Linked DNA regions of Mus musculus: region 2 is linked to region 1. The links are chromatin contacts, called in public HiChIP or PLAC-seq maps. All regions are on one chromosome and are shown on one strand. The core of a region is the stretch at or near the end of the contact, and the rest is flanking DNA. Distances in the headings are between cores, read along the strand shown. Region 1 has its middle 33 kb from the start of Med30. Region 2 overlaps Ext1 (exostosin glycosyltransferase 1).

The links. HiChIP or PLAC-seq counts read pairs in DNA pulled down with a chosen protein or histone mark.
Region 2: a CTCF HiChIP or PLAC-seq map of the NIH/3T3 cell line shows a contact between it and region 1, with 6 read pairs. The contact joins two enhancer-like sites.

What each region holds. Positions count from the first base shown.
Region 1 is chr15:52,676,465-52,683,006 of GRCm38.p6, forward strand. No RefSeq gene overlaps it. Among named protein-coding and RNA genes, the nearest start is that of Med30, 33 kb to the right of the region's middle. Within about 2 kb of position 5,062, at least 9 of the 459 cell types and tissues checked have an H3K27ac peak or open chromatin away from gene starts, as enhancers often do. A contact at or near this core is called in the NIH/3T3 cell line, where this site is marked.
Region 2 is chr15:53,222,038-53,228,278 of GRCm38.p6, forward strand. All of the region lies in intron 1 of Ext1 (exostosin glycosyltransferase 1), which reads right to left. Among named protein-coding and RNA genes, the nearest start is that of Ext1, 120 kb to the right of the region's middle. Within about 2 kb of position 1,479, at least 131 of the 459 cell types and tissues checked have an H3K27ac peak or open chromatin away from gene starts, as enhancers often do. A contact at or near this core is called in the NIH/3T3 cell line, where this site is marked.

The DNA.
Region 1 (6,542 bases), core at 3,812-6,311:
GCCTCTGGACATGTTTGCATGCTAGAGAGGATGGTGTGATATTTTTCATCTGCTAAGGTTTATATGGTAAACTGTGTTTCTGTTTACTAACGTGAACTATACAGCCACTTTATCAATTCCATAAATGTTTGCTATTGAGAGGACCAAAGAATTAACTTGGGTATCCTGAGGGTAAAAGCAAATTTGGTTTTACAAAGGTCTGTCTTGTTTTGTTATAATTCCATTTGAAAGTATTATTGCTGTCTACCTGAATTTTTAAGGCAGGCCTAAAAATAATTCCATCACGTTTCCTATTAGAAAATAATTTGGTACCTTGTGAGCAGATAGTTCTAAAAGGTTCTATAAGATTTGCCAAACATAAGTAAATAACAGAGGTCTCCAAGGAACTCAAGGCTCTTTTACAGACAGCATGGAACTTACGATGCACACTAGTAAATGACAGTTGTGAAGGGTTCCTCAAGAAATACAAGGTGGGCGTGGATCTGAATGAGTCTCCTCAAATTTAGTAGGGTTGAAGGGGAGGAGGTCCGGGATTAGCTCTAAAACCACACCGGCAAAAATCACCACAGCCTGGTACCCATCCTCTTCTCCAGACCCTCTCTAGGTAAATGTGGGACACAAGTAGAACGAGGATGTGTAAACAATTAACTCATCTTCCAGATCCCTTAGTCTTTCCAACCCACGTGACCTTATTACAGTGCCCATGCTAGATTCTGTTGCTACCCTATTTTTAAATGAAATTGATGGCAATGGAGATAACCTATAAAAATATGACCATGTTTTTAGGTGAGCACTGAAAATCATCATCCTGCCCCATCTTTGTCTTTGCCTCCTTATTCCATGAGCTAGGTTGTGCAATGGCCCACTGGATCATACGCTGCTCAAGTACCTCCAACCTGGACCTACTACAAACCCTTTTCCTAGTTTGCATCTCACTGCATGGCAACTCTTCATGTCAAAAGAATCAGAACAGTGATTGGTTCCAAGTGAAATGGTTCCGTGGGTACCAGCTCTTGTGCTGTGAGCCTGGCAACTGAGGTTCAGTTCCTAAAAGCTACACAAAGTGAACCAAGTCTTCTGACCTCCACAGCTGCACTGGGGCATGTGATGGGGCACAGATTATCACATAAATGCACACACACACACAGCCACAGAGAGACAGAGTGGGGAGGGGGCGGGGGACGGAGAGAGGATTATAAATTAATTAATTAAAACCGCAGCGGTATTCCTGGAACTAGAAGGTATTGATTTCAGACTGACCAACCATTATGCTTCCTGTGACACAAGATGAATTTTAGATGCAACAGCTTACTTGAAAGGAAATGACCCAATGCACCCTCTACCCTGGTCCCAAAGATCTATAAAGTATGGCAGATTTTTAAGTTTTCAAATGGGCTATCTCTTATCTCCAAGGTCTCTAAATGCTGCCCCCTTCTTGCTCACCCTGTCTACCCATCAACACTCCATCATGTAAATGACTGGCATAGTGTCTTGATGACTTGATAGGTACTGCTTCCTTCACCATTACAGGGGCTGAGAAAATTCTATCCTGAGGCAAAAAACGATAGGTAAAATAGGTGTCTGTTTTCCTGTGGAAGAAATTTTTTTTCTGGCCATCTTTCCTAGCTAAAAGGGAAACAAAAACATATTCACTGTATCAGTGGAACTGTACTGTTTTTTGTTTGTTTTGTTTTTAATTTATTTTTTATTAGACATTTTCTTTATTTACATTTCAAATTTTATCCCCTTTCCTCATTTCCACTCTGAAAACCCTTGATCCCATTCCCCCCTTCTCCTGCTCACCAACACACCCACTCCCCCTTCCCTGTCCCGGCATTCCTCTACACTGGGGCATCGAACCTTCACAGAACCAAGGGCCTCTCCTCCCTTTGAAGACCAACAGGACCAGCCTCTGCTACATATGCAGCTGGAGCCATGGGCCCCTCCCTTAGTGTGTACTCTTTGGTTGGTGGTTTAATCCCTGGGAGCTCTGGGAGTACTGGTTGGTTCATATTGTTGTTCCTCCTATGGGGCTGCAAACCCTTTCATCTCCTTATGTCCTTTCTCTAGCTCCTCCATTGGGGACCCTGTGCTCAGTCCAATGGTTGGCTGAGAGCATCCACCTCTGTAATTGTCAGGCACTGGAGAGCCTCTCAGGAGACAGCTATATCAGACTCCTGTCAGCAGGTCCACATTCATCTTTTCTAGCAATGAAACAGTGCCATGCGCAGTAGTTATGATCACTTCTACAGCATGAATGACTTTTGGTGTCCATAGTTATTTTCTAAGATCCATGTAGTTTTTCTATGGGATAAATGAAATGAAGCTTGAATATATTTGAGATCACCACCACAGACTTCTTTAGACTTAAAAAAATAATTATCTTCAACATCTGCCCCCTAAGTGCAATATCTTTTTTATTTATGATTATGGCCAAAGCATAAAGAGAAACTTCAAACTTACTCAGCACAATGGTGATTATGCTATAATACCAAGACAAAATGTAAAAATTACAACATGTTAGTCTCAATTATAAACATCAAAATACTATGTCATTCTCAATGATACATTTAGGACCTGGGTGACCATTACAAGCCTACAGATCTAGTGTGTTAACAGCCATAATTGGGTCTTTTTTTTTTTTTAAACAAAACAAACAAAGGCAAACAAACAAAAAACCTGTTTACTGACCTTTATTGCTTTAGGAATCTGTTCTATCCTTTCCTCTCAGTGAATTGGGTTCTATAATGGTTTTTTTTTTCTGCCTCCATTCTTAGTCTACAGAAGAGAGCAAGCACAGAACTCCATAATGATACTGGTGTTTCTTTCAACAGTGCATCCTATATGTTACAGCTGAACATGTGATTTGGCCACAGAATAATATTTATTTTTCAAGAAAAGACATGGCCAGAGTGATAGCCAACATTGGCCTGCACAGGACTATGGAGGTGCTGGATGAGTATGCTTTCTCACTGGCAGAATAGATGAATGGCAATCTCCTTCATCCAGCATTTGCAGCCTCCATGGTTTTACCCTGGGCCCTCCTGGAACGTTACTGTTAAGACCCACAGCTTCTTTTGAGCAGATTGCTTCCTCTCCCTCATCAGATGCACGTTCACCTAACCTGGAGGTAGAAAAGCAATAGAAGCGTCTTCTGTGCTATCTACTATCTTGTCTCTGACTTTGGAGGGATAAACTAGGTCTTAGGAGAAATGTTGCCGACTTCTCCAACCTCAGAAAATCAGATGGAATCTACAGCCACATTTTTCAATACTATGTGCCACATTGCTAGGTGTTTCCTTGCAATTTCACAGAATTGATCATCCTCACCTGAACATTCATCCATCTTTGGAATTCAGCCACTCTATCAAAACTTGCGTTTGATCTTCATCCTTTTATATACCTCTTATATAAGCTAAGGACTTCTTTAGGAATCACAAATATTTAGTGAAACGTTGCCATCTGATTGCATTTTCTATTTTCTTGACCCTTGTTATTTTAAGATATATTGAATCCCTTGTCCAGTACATATATTCTTCTAGGACACCACCCTTACTAAACATGTCATCTCACTGTGAGTGAAAATTTAACAATCAGACCTTGTATGGTGAGGCATGTGTTCATCATTAGCAGTAAGCCAGTGAGTGTCGAGTTCCAAAATCCCATCTAAATATTCTGCGTACCAACTGTGCCATTATGGGTTTTTCAAGAAGTTTCTTGAAAAGTGACTATTGCTGAAGGAATAAACTAGTTGCAATCAGGGGACCCACTAGACTAAGAAAGAGATGCTTGCAAAATTTTCAGTCCAATGTCCATATCTGGAGCAAAGATCACTCATTTAAGGAGTGTTGTGATAATGAATATGGACAGACTATGCCAACACCATACATAGATATCGGTCAGGAGATTGTCTGAAAACTATGTAAACTTTATTAAAGAGGTGTGCTGGTTTGTATATGCTTGGCCCAAGGAGTGGCACAATTAGAAGGTGTGACCCTATTGGAGTAAGTGTGTCACTGTGGGTGTGGGTTATAAGACTCTCATCCTAGCTGCCTGGAAGTTAGTATTCTTTTAGCAGCCTTCATATGAAGATGTAGACCTCTAAGCTCCCTCTTGACTATGACTACCTGGATGCTGCCATGTTCCCACCTTGATGATAATGGACTGAACCTCTGAACCTGTAAGCAAGTCCCAATTAAATGTTGTCCTTATAAGATCTGCCTTGGTCATAGTGCCTGTTCACAGCACTAAGACAAGAGGTGATATACCTCATAATGAAGACTATTAAAGACTGTCAGCTAACCACACCCTTTGTGCTTACTGAGAAATCCTTTTTGTTTCTTCTTTTTATTATACTTTTGATCAGCATGTAACATAGTAGGATTAACATGACATTTCCAAGTGTGTGTATCATTATATATTGCTCACATTCACTCCCTTGTGCCCCTACTTTGATGCCTACCAGTCCCTCTCCTCTGAATAGTCCTCTTTTTGCTTTCATCTCACATAAGCAGAGATGATGTATCAACAGATAGGTAGATGGTAGATAGATTATAGATAGATGATAGATAGGTAGATAGATAGATAAATAGATATATAGATAGATATCTCAGTTTCTTTGTATATTCATCTATTGATTGACATCTTGGTTGATGCTATATCTTGGCTTTTGTAAATAGTGGTGCACTGAGCATGGCTGTGCAAGCCTTATTTAGTATACTGAATAAATTCCCTTGGATACAAACTGCCTTAATGTTCTATTTCTGTGAAGAGACTCTATGACCAAAGCAAATCTTATAAGAGAAAGCATTTAGGTGGGTCTGGATTACAGTTTCCGATGTTCAGTCCACTATCATCATGGTAGAGAACATGGTGGCACACAGGCAGACATAGTCCTGGATAATCACTGGGAGATCTACATTCAGATCCACAGACAGCAGGAAGAGAGAGCCACTGGACCTGGCTCTGGTTTTTGAAACCTCAATATCTATTTCCAATGATACACTTTCTCCAACAAGGCTCCTATTCACTGCCTGATGACTCAGCATTCAAATATGAGCCCACTGGGATTATTCATATTCAAAATCACCACACATACCAAATGTGGCATAGATAGATTGTACTGTAATTTCACTTTGAGTTTTATTTTGTTTGTTCTGAGGAGACCAGACCAATTTCTACCACAGTTATACAAGTTTACATTCCCATGTGCAGTGTATAGGGGTTCCATTTCTAGTCTCTCATCCTTGCCAGCAGTTGCTGTTTTGTGTTCTAAATGGTAGCCATTCTGATTTGAATGAAATTGAGTTTTGGGTTTCAAGCAATTCTCTTGAGAGTTGTATATTAAATTAAATTGAAGATTTATTGATTGGGTAAAATTCTTTTATTCTAGTGATTATTTTTTTAATTCTTTATAGATATTGCTCTTCTGTCAGATGTATGGTTGATTTTTCACATACTCGGTGGTCTCTCCATTCTCATACTTGCTCTTTGTTCTTCTAAGACTTTCAAATTTCATAGAGATCCATTTGTCTATGATTTTCCAATTAGTTCTTAAGACAGTGGAGGCCTTTTAAGGAAATCCTGGCTTAAACAATTATGTTGAAGAGATTTTTTCCCTTTAAAAGGCACATACTTCCGGTTTTGGGCTTTTTTTTTTTTTAATTAAGTCCTTGGATTCATTTTGAAATGAAGTTAGTAAAACATGAGAGACAGAGATGCAGTTTCATTATTCGATATCCAGTTTCTTAATCACCATTTGTTGAAGAGGGTGTCTCTTTTCTAATGTATATTTTTGGCAACTGTGTTAACATTCAGCCATGTGGAGTTATGTTTATGCCCTCTTTTCTATTTCGTTTTGTTCTAGCCTGTTCTGTCCATTCTTTCTATTTTGCCTGTGTTGTGGCAGAACTGGAAAGGGTTTGCTATTGTGCTACTGCACTGGAGGGTAACATTAGGATTTGTGAAATTTCAACACTGCTCTTTTTCCCTAGCTTTACTGACCATTTTTTAAAATTATCTTTATTTTTATTTTTTTCATACAATATATTTCAATTATATTCTTGCTCTTTTCCCAATTTCTCCCAAATGCTTACCCTCCATATCCGCCTGACTTCATTTTTTTTTTTCTCTTGGGGAAAAAAAAAAAACAACATACACACAACGAAACAAAACAAGCAAACAAACAAAATAATGAGAAAAACAAAACAAAAGCACACAAAAACAATGGAGTCTGTTTTCTGTTAGCCAAGTACTCATGAGGTCTATCCAAGAGTATGGTTGATATATTACTGACATATGATTTTTTAGAGTTTCTGTTTCTTTCTTTCTTTGAAAATGTCATTAGCATTTATATGGGAATTACAATGAGCCTGTATATTTTCTTTTTTAGATATAGTCACTTTTATGGTATTAATTTCAATCCATGAGGATGGGAAGCCTCATCTTTCAGCATCCTTTTAAATTTATTTATTCAGTCTTTCAATGTTTTCTATACAGAAATCTGTCACCTTTTGGTTATGGTTAGACCTCAGCATTATTAA
Region 2 (6,241 bases), core at 229-2,728, 540 kb after region 1:
CCCCCCCTACCCCCCACCCCATCAGCCTCCCCCAGCCATAAATCTCCCCTTTGGAATCTTAATTTCAAATGCTGAGATACATTAAGGAGTCCAATGTTTGTATTTAACTATGCAAAAGTACTTCTTATCTGAAAGTTTCTCTCTAAGTTACAACTCTGGAAAGGATAAAGAAGGAAGGAAGGAAAAGAAGAAAGGAAAGGGAGAGGAAACACCGTGGAGTTGGTGAGATGGCTCAGCAGGTAAAGGCCATGGACAGCAAGGCCAACAAACTACATTTGATCTCCGGTCCCACTAGGTAGACAGAAAGAACTCCCCAACACTGTTCTCTGACCATCAGAAAACTGACTTCACGGTACAAAAAAGTGTGTCCACATACAAACATTAACTAAGTAAATGCAAGTCTTACATTCAATACGAGAAAGTGAGACAGGGGAGTGGGACAGGAAGAAGGTTCTGTTTCTCTCTGGGGATGTGGTGGGACAGCAAGGGAAGCTCCGAAGTGTTTATCTACAGATGAGTCTTAGCTACATGAGTCACACTCTTAGTGCTGACCTCCTGAGACATATTTCTACTGACTGTCTCCAGAAAATAGAGACACTGGGAAGGCTAGGTCTGGTTTGTGGCCAACCAACCAGTTCCATGACTAATCCACACATTACAGTAAGTATGAGAGGGGAAACTGCACTTCTGATAGACCGCTTTTAGGTTTGATAATTCCCTGCAATCTTGCCATAGAGATAGGGCAAGATATAATAAGACCCAAGGAGACAAAATATCAGAGCAGAGAAGCTTCCGAGGTTTGCCACTTGGACAAGTAGAAGGGATTCTAAGTGACAGGCCCAGCTTTTGGTCCCTGACCGTAAGACATTGCTTTATTAGGTTAAAATGCAAAAAGATCACATGATCTCTACAAACAGGCTGATAGACTCCAAAAGGAAAGAGGGTGATGGAAAGTGTAGGGAGGGGGGACCAAGGAAGCTGGTTAGTGGAAGCAAATAAAACAAGCAGTTCTTTAAAATGCAAAACAGAGTCTGTACCTCCATGTCTCCCTTGTACCTGGGCTCTAAAGTAACCTTAGAGAAGAAAGATCCTGTGGATCTGGGATGGAGAGTTGGCTCAGCACTTAGGGGCACTTGTTGAGAAAGACCAGGGTTTGATTCCAGGCACCTACACGGAGGCTCACCACTTCCTCGTGCACCAAGCTAGAAAGCGGTGCACACATGCAGTCAAAACACTCATACACATAAAATAATAAAAATAAATCTAAGAAATTAAAAAAACAAACAAACGAACAAAAACAAACAAGAAGAATGAAGAAAAGAGGAGGGTCATAAGGATCATGTGCAGAGAGTTCCTGTTGACCTCTTGGTCTACATCTGCCTACATCCAGCCTATTTGGAACAACTCTACCCCCATCTCCTCACATGGCCGATTCATCCTGATTTTCTGTCTCCGTTCAAAAGCTACCACCTCGGAGACCTTCTTGAATTGTCAGAGCTTAAAACCACTGCCTCTCTGACTAACCCAGGTATTTTTGAATCACTGTACCCTGTCTGTGTCATCGGTAACGTTGCAAATTTCTAATGATAAGGTTACAGTATACAATTATGCATTTAACTTTCAATTGAAAATAATTGGTATTTGCAAGCTCCAGGAGTGCCGAGATCAGGATGTCTTTTTGGCAAGCTTCCACTGCTTGCTTCCACACAGCTTGCTTCCTGGCAGGAGGTGGTGACCCAGGAGGGATCCACCCCGTCCATATTCCCTGACCCTGGACAGGAGCTTCTCTTTGACGGTTACCACCAAGCAAAACTTGAGAAACAGCCACACAGCAGTGCTGAACAGCCTCCAGATTTTAAGTCACACTAAGCTAGCTAATGAGCAGCTGTTTCTCTTCGGGAGAGACCTTGAGAGAGGAGAATCCCATCCCTAAGCGTACACAATTAATGCCACTGTTTGAAAAAGTAAGTCCTTACAAACTGTGTGTATGCCTTTTCTGTTTCTCTTCCAAACTCAATATATGGAAAGCCTGCCCAGAAAGTTTGCTGAAGAACTAGTCTCTTTCCACTTTCCCATCATCTGTGTTCTAATCCAAAGGTCTGAACTTTATCCCACCCACTCTTTCACTAGGGAAGGTTGAGAATATGCCCCACCCCCACCCAGATTGCCCATTCCTTCCCCCCTCCCCCCTCAGTGACTCGTAAAGTGGAAACTTCACTCTGGTTCTCCAACACTGTTTTCATTCACAGCAGCTGGAAGACAGAGGTCACTGTCCTCTCTCCTGTAAACAAAAAGGCCAAGCTGCAGTCCTCAGGCACCCGGGGAAACACACATCCCTGCTGGGAGGGCAGCCCCATGCAGGGACTGCACAGCAGGGTGGTGTTTGCTGTGGGCCAGGAAGCGGTCCTCTGCTGTCTGTGGCTATGCTGTCATTCATGGAAAAGCCAGATCCATCAGTAGCTTCCTTTTCAAGGGACCATTTGCAGGTTTATTGACTGCCCAAATATGGTGTCTTCTATCCAGAGGCTGGGTGAGCCTACGCCTCAAGAGTGAAGCCATGAGGATGTGAACAGACTTAAAGAGTATTATGTCCGTAGGAAAATGTCTGCAGACATCATAATGTTCCTAAATGGGTTTTTGTTTTTAAACTGCTGCCGTTGTTTGTTTGTTTGTTTTTAAAAGTTATCAGGTTTGACTTTACTAATAAGGAAACTACAGTATTCAAAGGAGAGGAGGTTGTAACTAATCTTTGTGCTGTCTATGGAGGACGAACGGCTAAGCAAATTATAATGCATGAATAAGGCCATTCCAAGAATAGATAAAACACTTGGCAGAAACTATTTTGGGTCCCCTGTAGTACTTTGGAGCTACCCATTAATTTATAAACAGTTGATCTACTAATTACAAAACCTTTTTATCTATTCATTTCACTGGGTCCCTAAGGAGCAAGGCAAGCAACGCTGATAGTTCCTCCTGGTTGGCACTGACCGGCTCTCTGCACTTACAGAAACTGTAAACAGATCCTTTTAAAGGAAGAACTTTATAGTCTCTGTAATTTTTAAGATTTAAATGGCATGCAGAGCAACAGGTTTGCATATGGCATTTTCATACATACTCAGACTCGGTTGATTCTTTGTCCTCCCATCGGCATGGCCCTGCCCCTGCCCCACTATCATCCTCAACCCTCAGCAATGGCCCTTGTATTGCTCACATGGCTTCCCTTATAGCCTCTGTTTTTCCCCATCTCCTGGGCCCCTTTCTAGCTTGATGACCACTACCCGCTGCCACCCCCAGCCCCCATCATCCAACATATCCAACAACTAGACGGTAGAATTCACACGTTTTGTTTTTATCACCAAGGTAATCAATTACCATAAACAGAGCAACTGGAAAGACCACCCACTGACTGTTGGCTCACAGACACAATTTGGCTGACTCTACCACCCAGGATTGCACAAGGTATAGTTAAAATTGTGTTGTCCTTTGGAGCTATGGGTCTCGGTCTAGGAATGGTGTGGCAGAATTCCTTAGGTCTCTGTTTGCATATTGCCCTCAGTTAAAAGCTAGTCTCTGCTATCAGAGGACACCTGACTTTCTTGTCCACTCTCTCCCTTTTTAAAAGCAAGGAGATGCTCCAGCCCATGTCAATCCTTATCTGCAGGACATATGTAGTACCTTCTGAAGGCTCCAGATCATCAGAATAGGATAGGTCTCGTCACAATAATCTAATAGATAATTCCTATCTCTAAGGTCTTAATTTTATCTACAAAATCATCCTTTCGGAGTAGCCCTTATACGTTTATTCAACAAGACAACTGGAGAGTATGAGTCTAGTAGAGTATGGAAGTCTTGGGGACCATGTTAAAATTCCATCTACCAGGCTGGAAAGATGGCTAAGCAAAATAAGGCACAAGCTGCCAAACCTGAATCGTTAGCCACATGATGAAAGAAAGGGACCTGGCCCCTGGAAGTTGTCCTCTGATTTCTAGGAGAGGAAGAGCTCTCTCTTCCCTTCCCTCCCCCCCACAAATAACTGTAAAGTTGCTTAAAAATTGGTGCATGCCTTTAATCCCAGCACTTGGGAGGCAGAGGCAGGCTGATTTCTGAGTTCAAGGCCAACGTCTACAGAGTGAGTTCCAGTACAGCCAGGGCTACACTGAAAAACTCTGTCTCAAAAAAAAAAAAAAAAAAAAAAGGGGGGGGGGAGAAAAAAAAAAGAATTTGACTTCTTCCCATCACTCAAAGTTGGTCACAAAACCTTAAATTCAATATTCTACATACTTCAATAATTTGACTTAAGGTTCCCTTCCTCCCAAATAAGATCTATGATCTTCTTGAAGGGGTAGCTGATATGATTTGTCCTTTTCTTTTTTCAACATGCTACCATCATCCAGGGTATATTAGGAAGAGTCTCTAATATCAGCCTTAGTGACCAGGACAAGTAAGGGGGAGGGGGGAGAAGAGGGAGAGAAAGAGGGAGTGAGCGATAGAGAATCCAAACTTGTATTTGCTAACTCAGACATAATAGCTTTAACGTCACACATGAGCACTTAATAGCTCCCTTTCCCACTAAAAAGACAGAACTGGTCTTGGCGGAAGCCAGGTCAATATTGCAGACATCAAACAGTCCAATACCGTTTTAATGGAAACATTTAGAGCCATGCAATGAGAACACATGTGTGCATTTGCTTCAAAGGGTTAGAGAAGGGGGCAAGCCATTGTTTCCAAAGCTAACAGTAATGAGCAAGCTCAAGCCGTGCTTTTCATCAGCTCTATGGCTGTCTTCTCTGACTCTTCTCCCTGGAGCATACAGGAGAAAATACAAGAACGTACTCTTCACTTTGGTAACAAGTATATACTAAACCCTAGAGCGTGCATGGACAAAACAGAACCCACTCTGTTTCTGTAGGGTCTATGAGAGTCTAAGCCACTGGTCTATTGCTGTGAAGAGACACCATGACCAAATTAACTCTTATAAAAGAAAGCATTTAGCTGAGCTTGAGATACAGTTTCAGACATTAGTCCATTATCACCATGACAAGGAGCATGGCAGCATCCAGGCCTGAAAAGTAGCTAAAGCTATATCATGCAGAAGAGAAGCCACTAAGATGGGTTCTAAGAGATGAGGCCATGATAAGCTTTAACATGTGGAAAGGACCATCAGGGGAGTTTGGTGTTAAACAGAGTAGAGGAGGGCTGGAGGCAGAACAAGACAGGAGCCAGACTCTCAAGGGTGTGTATGAGAGCTGGAGCTGAAAGAAGCTGCCAACCAATCTCCTGAAACCAAAATACGAGAAGGAGACAGTACCAAAGTTAGTGGTGACTACTTCTGCTACTTCTAACTGCTCAAGAAGAAGAAAAGCCAGAGCCTGGGCTAGGAAAAGCTACCAGACACATCAAAGCATAGCTGAGGCAAAAGGAACGGTCTTGTGGGTAGATCGGGAAGAGAAAGCATTACTTCCTTTTCAGGTGCCCCAAGAATTATAAATCAGGTCACAGTAACTGTTGTCTGGTACTTTAAGCATCAAAAGTACGGAACAAAATCATAATAAAAGGAGTCCACGATTGCTAAATCGAACTCTGGAGCACACAGGGAGCTGAAGAACTCTGGACTACTAAGCAAGCCCATGTCCTCCCCACTCCCCTTCAAGCTCTCCCAGGCGCAAGCACAAGCCAGGTCTCTCCACAACTTCTACAAATCACAGCTGCTCTCTCTCTCTCTCTCTCTCTCTCTCCTGATGATATCAGAGAAAGCCTGTAGCTGGCACTGATCTTGCCTGTTATCACCTTGTAGCTCAGTCAGTCCCTCAAGGAGGCCTTCAAAGCACTTTACACAGACATGGCTCGACATTGGCAGGGCATCCGAAACGGGTCCACTAGGTATCTAGAGCACATGGGAATAACCAAAAGTAGGGTACTTAACACTCTCATCCACACGCCCAGGTTGCTGTAAGTGGAGGAAGATCTGACCCTGAGACAATGAGAAACTTATGGAAAAGATATTAGAAGGAATATTTAAAAAAATAAAAAAATAAAGAGTCAGACAGGACTAAACAGATGACTCAGCAGTTAAGAGAACTGTTGCTGTTGTTGAAGATTGGGGTTTGGTTCCTGGACCCCACGTGACAGCTCACAACTGTCCTTAGCTGCAGTTCTCTGAGAGCTAAAGCCTCTTCTAATTCCTCTGAGCTCCTCCACAGACACGAGTGGACCACATATACACTTAGGCACAAACACACAT